3 separate regions of the Mus musculus genome follow, and regions 1 and 2 are each linked to region 3. Evidence: chromatin contacts called from public Micro-C data. All regions are on one chromosome and are shown on one strand. Each heading gives the region's core, a stretch centred on a gene start, on an enhancer-like site or on the middle of the called end of the contact. The rest is flanking DNA. Distances are from core to core; before and after follow the strand shown.

Region 1 (2,789 bases), core at 65-2,564, 340 kb before region 3:
GTTTACATGGTTTTGTCTGTTTTAAAGTTTACATGCTATTTTTGCTTTTTGTTTTGTTTTGTTGTTTTGTTTGTTTGGTTTTTCGAGACAGGGTTTTTCTGGGTAGCCCTGGCTGTCCTGGAACTCACTCTGTAGACCAGGCTGGCCTCGAACTCAGAAATCCACCTGCCTCTGCCTTCCGAGTGCTGGGATTAAAGGCATGCACCACCATTCCTGGCTGTTTACATGCTACTTTTAATGTTATTGTATGGCTGAAAAAAATTGCAGCTAAAGGTTCCTGAAATTTAATTGGGAAAAAATGTAAAGCACTTCAGTGGATTTTCCCATGATTTGTACAAGTTTCTTTTTTCCTTCCTTCCTTTCTTTTTTAAAAACAGATGGTTCAAATATACAAAGCAGTGGAAATGTAGAAATTAAAAACAGATCCTTAAGAAAAGTAACGGAGTTCTCAAAAAAGCTACAGGTGAGTGCAGGATGACATAAAATAGTAGGTTATTTTGTTGTCAGGGTTTCAACAGAACGCACATTTATTAGGTCAACCTCTGCTAATTGACTCTTTGCAGGAATTCATATATATATATTCATCTCAGAGACAGTGTTTCTCTGTGTAGTCCATGTTGGCCTTGAACTCTTGGCAATTCTCCTGCTTCAGCCAGTTGAATGCAGGTATTACCTACCACCACCACCAAAGGAATTAATGATTCCTTTGAAATGCTTGATCAGGTCAAGTCGATGAAAGTCTCTGAACTTGTAGGTCCACCCACCCAGGTGTCAATTAGAGACACTAAAACAGGGGTATATAACATGTGAAATGAGTTAATAAAATCAATTCCCCTTTCTTACAGACTGAGGGATAACACCCAACACACCTCACTGATGGGTCAATGCAGCGGGGTTGGGAGTCAGGCGGGACATCCTTTCTATTTTGGACTTATGGGCAGGACCCTGAAGTGAAACTTGAACCGGCTGGGAAGTGGTAGTTCCCGCAGGGGTTAACGTGGGAGTCAGACTGTTCCTGAGGGGGACGCTGGGGGTTGGAGATGGTTTGGGGCGCACAGGGCCTGGCGCTCTCAGTGGGCCCAGACGGGGACGGGTAGGAATCGGGTGAGGCTACAACACAGCAGTGCTGGGTGCGGGGAGCAAAGTGCGCACCGCAGGGACCGGGCGGGGACCGGGCGGGGACAGCGAGGGGCGGGGAGGGTGGAGGAGGGTCTGCCCGGGAGCTGCAGGCCGGCCCGCGTGCGCTCCGCACAGGGGGCGGGTTTCCCTACGGGCCCGAGTCGCCGTGAGGCGCCGCCAGCTAAGCGCGCGCCACTGTCCCCAGGGTCAGCGAGTGACGCTGTCAGAAGACTCCTCTGCGCTACAGCTTGTAGCCTCGCCACCCCCACGGTGCGAGCGAGCGACGATGCGAGCCGGTGACAGCGCCCGGAGCCTCCGCCCGGCCTCGGGGCAGCTGCACTGAGCCCGGCGCGCGGGGCCCAGTCCTCCGCTCTCCCCAGCGCTCCCCCGCGTTCGCAGTGTCCCCGCACCCGCCGCAGCTAGCGGCCGCCGCGCCTGGGCCATGGGGCTGCCCACTCTGGAGTTCAGCGATTCGTATTTGGACAGCCCGGATTTTAGGGAGCGATTGCAGTGTCACGAGATCGAGCTGGAGAGAACCAACAAGTTCATCAAAGAGCTGCTGAAGGATGGCTCTCTGCTCATCGGGGCGCTGAGAAGTGAGTGACGGGCCCCCAAGTGTGCAAGACCCCATGGGGTGCGGGACCCTGGTTGGGAAGCCCCAGACCGAACTTCTTTTGTTTGAATGGATTGGGGACAAAAGCTGAAGAGCTCCCCTGCTGGTGGCCAACAAAGTCTGTTCTTAGTGGTGCGGATTTACTTCCCAGGCAACACTGGGGAGGAAAAGTTTCCCCTACAGCCCTTGAGAGTCAACTTTTGAGACTTGTCAGTGAAAAGTTGGTAGAGACTTTCACTTTTGTTTGTTGTTGCTAAAGTTTCGGTGCCTGGTTGTTGTTGTTGTTGTTTTTGGTGGGGGGTTGGTTTTGTTGTTGTTGTTTTAAATTGTTTTGATTTTTCGTTTTAAGGTGGTGGAGAGAGCCACGCCAGTCAGGGCAACAGAGTGAGACCCTGTCTCATAAACAAAACAAACAAACCAAACAACAACAACAACAAATCAAAGCAAGCCAAACTCTCTGGGAAGAGTGGAAACAAGGGAGTCTGGAGAGTTAAAGTGAAGCTAGTGAATTTAATAATACTTTAGGAAAAGTAATTTCATACAACAATGACTCGTCATTGATTTGACCTTTTAAAAATACACGTCTGCAGTTTGGCCATTGGTAAGCTGTTTGGACCCAATAGGGTACCCGTGTATTTTAAAGCCCTTGTGAGTGTTCTGTTCGTATTAAATTTTGGCTTGCATCGTGTGGTGTGCAGTGTTGGTCATTGGTGAGAGCTCAGGTCTACATTCAGTCAGACCTGGTAGATGTCAGTATCTTTCCCACACTTCTCCCTTCAGGATATTCTTTACTCGTTTCTCCTTTAGAACTTCCCCTTCCATTATTACAACTCAAGCTTTCTCATACTGAGAACCAAGTGGATTACTTAGTACACGCTAAACGTTAACCATTGCCTTTCCCAGAATCCACTTGTGTCTTACATGGAAAATTGGGAAGGCTTCAGCTTCTGAAAAGAGAAGTGCTTCGGACTCTGGCCTCTTATGAGGGCGCTTACAGGATGGAGAGGCCTCTGGGTGATCTGGTAGTCCCCAGGACATGTTCAGGGTTGCTGTAATT
Region 2 (2,700 bases), core at 60-2,559, 360 kb after region 3:
TTCCTAGGAAACAGCTTGCGGAAGGCTGTGACAGGCCAGGAAACCTGGGTATTCGGTCAAGCAGAGATTAAGGGAAGGTGTAAAGAGCCAGAAATACTGTAGGTCTACTACACAAGTGCTCACAGCCTGCCAGGGGCAAAAGAGAAAGGAAGACTTTGTTTCTCCATTCTATTATCTGCTGTCTGTCCCTTCACAGCACCACTGTCACCAACCTCATGGGAGGGGAGTGGGGGTCAGTTGTTGTTGTTGCTGCTGGTGCTGTTGTTGTTAAAAAAGGCTCGTAGTTATTGAGATGCCACTAGTAAAGAGCTGGTCTCTGTTTTTCTATCCTATGGGTACAAAATCCTGAGGTCTATCTCCCCCGTTTAATCTCAGCTCCAGGGTGAGAAGGAGGTTGCCCATTCTCTCCCTAAGTAATCCGTGCTCAAGACCAGAGGACTTGGTAGAACTAGAGAGTGCACTATGGTGGGTTTCTTCAAAGACCCTTAGAGTTCTGATCACACAAAAGGTATCACTGGAGCAAAAACTGGAACCTGATCAGATCGTGCCTGTTGAGCAGAGTTCCTCAAGGTAGCAGGAGCTGTAGACATTGACCAAGCATAGCTCTCCTTCCCCCTGTGGTGACAAGCATTAGATCCCCTGTGGTGACCTGGTATCCCAACAGGAGTAGTGGGGAGGGAACCACATGGGCTCAATCTGAGGGTGAGCGCAGCCTTTGAGTGCTCACCAGCAGCCAGCCTCGTCCCATCTGCGCTAGCACCCCTCGCTTGTCTGGAAGTCTGGAGACACATGGCTGTTGAGGCGCGCACGGGACCCACTCCTGCAACCCGTGCTGCCCTCGCCCATACTTACAAGCTGGGGTAGTAGCCATACGGTGGCAGCGGGAGCTGCGGGTAGCCGTCGTCTCCCAGCTCGTCCATCAGCAAATAGTCCTGGCTCTCGTTGCGCCGGGTGCCGGCTCCAGGGGCAGCCTTTAGAGAGCCGCCCCTCCGGGTCACGAACCTCGGGCTCTGGCTCATGGCACAGTGCCTGGCCGGCCTGCACCCCTGCTTCCGTGGATGGGAACCTGGGGAGAAGGGGCCGCGTCACCAACTGAGCTGGACCCGAGCAAAGCAATGCCAGGGAGAGGATAATGAGGGAAGAGATGCAGATTCCTGACTGGCTAGGTTCTGCCAATGGCTTCCCTGCCCGCCACAGTGGAAGTCACTAGTTAGGGGCTTGGGAGACAGCCGCGAAAGGAACCTTGACCTGAGCGCATCCGGACCGCGCAGACAGGCGGCCCCAGGCTCCCAGGCAGAGGGCACAGGCGGGGCCTCAGTGGCAGCCGCTAGGGAGAGCCGCTGAAGAGTTACTATGTCAACCGTGACTCTCCAGCCCTCGCCTCCCGCCTTCTTCCCCCACGTCCTCCGTCACGATCCCCACCTTTAAAGGGATCGAAAGGACCGTCCAGAAATCCGCCGACCCCTGTCTGGAAGCCACAACTTACAGAGCTAGAATAAACTAAACTAGTGGGAGCCAGGCACATTCTTTATTTGGGCTTGGGAGGGTAAACTGCTCCCAAAGTAGGGTTCTTAAGTAACACCAAGGGAGGGCTTTCGAGGAAGTTTCTTTTAAGTAACACTCAGAAATCGAGATCTTCTCCTTCTTCCACGCTTCCTTCATTTTCTTGAGATGTTTCTCTCCCATTCCCAAGCTCCGACGTAATGGAAGAGCAGTCTGTGTTCTTACCGTGGAATGTTCCTGGTTCCTGAAAAAAAACCAACAGAAAAAGGGCATTTTCCGATGGTGTCTGCTTGCTTTAAGGAAAATCCTCCCTGATTCATTTGAATGCCATAAATCGTGTATTTTCTCCAATGTCCTAACTGCTTTGAAAACTTGTTTTAACAATCTGATCAATTGGCATACATCTGTCAAAATCAAAACCTTCTCAACAAGAACAAATGGGATTTCTCTCAGTGGTTAAAGTGCTTGGAGCAAAAGTATGGGGACATGCGTTGAGGTCTCCAGTATTTACATAACAGTCTTCCATGGTGAAGGACATCTCTAATTTGAAGCTGGCTGGCCAGCTAATCTAGCCAAAACAGCAAACTCCAGATTCAGTGAGCCCTGCTTGAAAAAGTCTGGTGGAGGGTTGACAGAGAAAGAAAACTTAAATTGATCCACATGGGCATTCAAATTCCCCACCCTATGCACACAGAGACAGACACACAGAAAGTCACACAGAGATAGACAGACAGACAGACAGACACACACACACACACACAATAAATGAGTATTTATAGTGGTTGAATTAAAAGAAAATTAAGAATCCATTCACTCACTATTCATCACTATTTAATGCATACCAACAACTATTTTAGGATTCAGGGACAATCAGTTGAAGGACTGTCTGTCCTAACAGTGCTCCCAGGAAAGAGAAATGTTGGTTAAATAATCAGAGCATATAACACTCACCTCTAAACCCTGCACTTGAAATCCTGAGGCAGAAGATTGGGGAGAGTTCAAGTCTAACCTTGACTATATATGAGTTCCAAGCAAGCCTGGCCTACAGAGTCACAATCTACCTCAAAAGAAAAGATGAAGAAAAAAAAACATATAAATTAAAAAGCACATACAATCTTCTATCCCAGGTCCCTCAGAGACCAGTCTGCACAGGAGAGCACTCGGGCTGCAGAAGCAACATACCTTCTGGGACAGGGC
Region 3 (2,856 bases), core at 311-2,810:
GGATGGGCACATGGATGAAATCCACCACTGTGGTGGCCAGTGGGGAGCGCCCGGGGGCAATGGGAGAGTCTTGCTCCAAGGAGACCCTAGGAGCAGAAAACCGTGAATCTTCCTTTGGGACCAGAGTGACACCGCCTGGGGCCGCTGAGGCCGCGTTGGCTGCGACTCCTCCTCCGCTGCCGGTGCCTTCCAGTGCTCGAGGTTTGCTCTTTAGAAGCGGAGCTGCAGAGCCCTCGGTCTCCAGGCCACTGTCCTCTTCCACCTCCCCTGCAGCTGGCTGCGGGGACGGCTTCACCCCTGCCCCGGGCCAGTGAGCACTCCCCGAGGTAGGGAGCAACAGCTGCCTGGGTGGTGACAGTCCTTTGGGCAGCACCTTCTGTCCTGCTCCTGTCCCGGAGCTGTCGCCAGCCTTGATCTCTGGCCGACTCATGAGCGGGGACAACAACCCTTTGGTAGCAGGGACACTGCGGGGGTCTTCTGGAAGCTCTGGCCCAAAGAGACACCAGGAAGTGATGGCCTCGCAGGCTGGAGGGCTGGCGTGACTCTGTTCGGTCCCGGAGGGAGTCAACAACGAGTCTAAGACACTGTCTAAGAGTCTGCTGTCCTTCTCCGGGGCTCTGGAATTTCTGCCTCCTTCCCTATGAGTGGCTTCTACCCCAGAGAAAGCTCCCTCCACGTCGGACAGCGACTGCTGGTCCCCTGTCTTTCCGTCTGGGAGCTCGGGACCCCGGCAGGACCGAGGAAAAAGCAGCCCGTCCAGGGAGATCGGTATAGGCGAGACTACAGACGACACGTCCGAGTGCTGGCTCCCTTGGAAGGGACCTGAGTCCAAGCGTGCAAGCAAGGGGGACCCGATGTGTGGGGGGGAGGGCGAAGCGCCAGACGTGTGGAGAACCTGCGGATCCTTTGCCTGCAGCTCAGTCATGACGACCCAAGCTCCCCTTTTCTCCTCCCCTGTCTCCTGGGAGGAGGGAAAAGGGAAGGAGGAGGGGGTGCCGGTGATATAGGGGCAGAGGGAGGAGGAAGTGGGTGTAGAGTCGCAGGACCCGTGGGATCTCCACCTCCTGGTTGGGAGGGGCGGTCTTGGTCAGCTCCTGTCCTTACCCTCCACCCAGACGCAGAGGAAGGGTGGTAGTCGCGCTGTCCCGGTCGCGGTGGGGTGAGGACAGGAAGAAGTAGCTGGAGCAAGCTGGTCTGGTCTGAGAACTGGGAGTTATTCGAGAGACTTTTTTTCGTGTTTCTTCTTGAATGGGAGACCCGGAACTGGTGTGGCCGGTGCTGAAAAAAAGGACTCCCGCTATCTCCGGACTTCTTATGTTTGTTGAAACCTAGACATCCTAGGAAGTTTGCTTTACAGTCCTCACCAAAAACCTGGGGCTAAGACGTAGCCCATTCTTACTCGTTCTCCTGCAGCGACAGTCTCTATGGCTCCCTAGGTTCTCTACAATCCCAGCGAGTTCTGGTTGCAGGTTGCTCTAGTAAAGCTAAGAGAAGTTAGCAGAATGTCAGAATCCTCGCACCCGTAAATACTACAAAGACTGATAGTGACAGTCTAGACTGGCTCCATAGCTTTCTAGCAAGCGTTGGCGCTCTAGGAAGGCCCGCCCAAAGCCCCTCCCTAGCCAATCACTGGCTAGATCTAAATCTCTGGCGTTGGAATTCCAGCTACTCACTAGTCTGATTCCACCTGGAATATCAGATGCTTTGAGAAGAAATCTAAACATATCAGAATTTGTACTGAATTAAGAAGCATGCCAGCCCCACCCTATAAAAAGCAAAGTTGTTGTAAAGATTTCAGGATTTGAAAATATTTGTAAATATTCAACACAGACAGTGACATATCGTGACATTTTATTTTTTGTATAAAAGGTATAAAATGATCTCAAGTATTTTCATTTTATTACGTGTATATGTCTCTGGGAGTGTATGTTACATGGTTATATAGTTGCTCAGACGTCAGCAGAGAGGGTGAGAGCCCTCAGAGGTGAAGTTGCAGGTGCTCTGATATAGGTGCTGAGGTCCTAACTGGGGTTCTCTGCAGGAGCAGCAAGTGCTCTGTGTGTATATGTGTGAGTGCTTGCATGTGTCGCGTGCATATGGTAGTCTAAGACTAGCCCCAAAGAGTGGATTTCCTCCTTGAACCATGCAGATTCTGGAGATAGAACTCATCCTGAGTTTGACACTGAACAACCTTACTGGCTGCCTGTCCAGCCTTCCTCTAACACGCTCAAACTATTCTTGTGACAAGTGGGCCACCAATGTGACTTAGCAGTTAAGGATGGAAGACAGTTGGTAACACATCGCTGCCTGTATGGGGAGTTTGGACATTGAGTGTCATATTCTGTTTGTTCTGATTTTCATGAGGTTCTCTTCAGTCCTTACTAAATATCTACATCACATATTAAGTTTTCCACTGGGAAAGCTAAATGGCATTTTCTCCCCTCTATGTTTCTCTACTCTTAGAATAATTACCATTGAGCTTTAAGAATAAATCACCTTTAAAGTCATGAGAACACTGTGGAGGGGAGAGAGTAATATGATTTATTTTATACACCGTCATAAGCTGTCCACTCTCAAGCCCAGTCAGTGGATGCCGTGACACATCGCTATTCAAAAGTGAGTTAGTCGTTTGGGAAATGCCTTTGAGTGTTTCCAGGCCATTTTAATGCTGAAGCCTGCAGTTATTCTCAGCCAGGTCTAGAAGATTTGTGAAAGGCTCCAAAACTGCAGAGATGGCAGAGCTGCTGGAGGCAAGGTGCCTAGATGTCAATCACCAGGGAGGTGCTACATAGTCGTGAATTGCTGCTGTTACACTGGACCATTGGGCTTGGGTGTGGACTATTCCAGCAATGAGAT

Evidence for each region. A called contact is a pair of places that touch in the nucleus more often than the background predicts.
Region 1: a contact with region 3 is called in a Micro-C map of embryonic stem cells, with 4 times the contacts expected there. The contact joins the promoter of Arhgap42 here to the promoter of Pgr in region 3. A contact is called at or near these places in 2 of 39 promoter capture datasets (hippocampal neurons and neural stem cells), 5 of 484 Hi-C or Micro-C datasets (cerebral cortex, embryonic stem cells and uterus) and 1 of 9 other capture datasets (adipose tissue).
Region 2: a contact with region 3 is called in a Micro-C map of embryonic stem cells, with 3 times the contacts expected there. The contact joins the promoter of Trpc6 here to the promoter of Pgr in region 3. A contact is called at or near these places in 1 of 39 promoter capture datasets (embryonic stem cells), 2 of 484 Hi-C or Micro-C datasets (both in embryonic stem cells) and 1 of 115 datasets of contacts at active chromatin or transcription factors (large pre-B cells).

Annotation. Positions count from the first base shown.
Region 1 is chr9:9,237,552-9,240,340 of GRCm38.p6, reverse strand. It overlaps Arhgap42 (Rho GTPase activating protein 42), which reads left to right and starts at 1,314. Exons shown (of 24, transcript NM_001372563.1): 1 at 1,314-1,715. The coding sequence starts at 1,562. The region is part of intron 2 of Gm16833 (predicted gene, 16833); the gene reads right to left.
Region 2 is chr9:8,542,751-8,545,450 of GRCm38.p6, reverse strand. Trpc6 (transient receptor potential cation channel, subfamily C, member 6) reads right to left here and starts at 1,309. Exons shown (of 13, transcript NM_013838.2): 1 at 853-1,309. The coding sequence starts at 1,019.
Region 3 is chr9:8,898,537-8,901,392 of GRCm38.p6, reverse strand. Pgr (progesterone receptor) reads right to left here and starts at 1,560. Exons shown (of 8, transcript NM_008829.2): 1 at 1-1,560. The coding sequence starts at 925.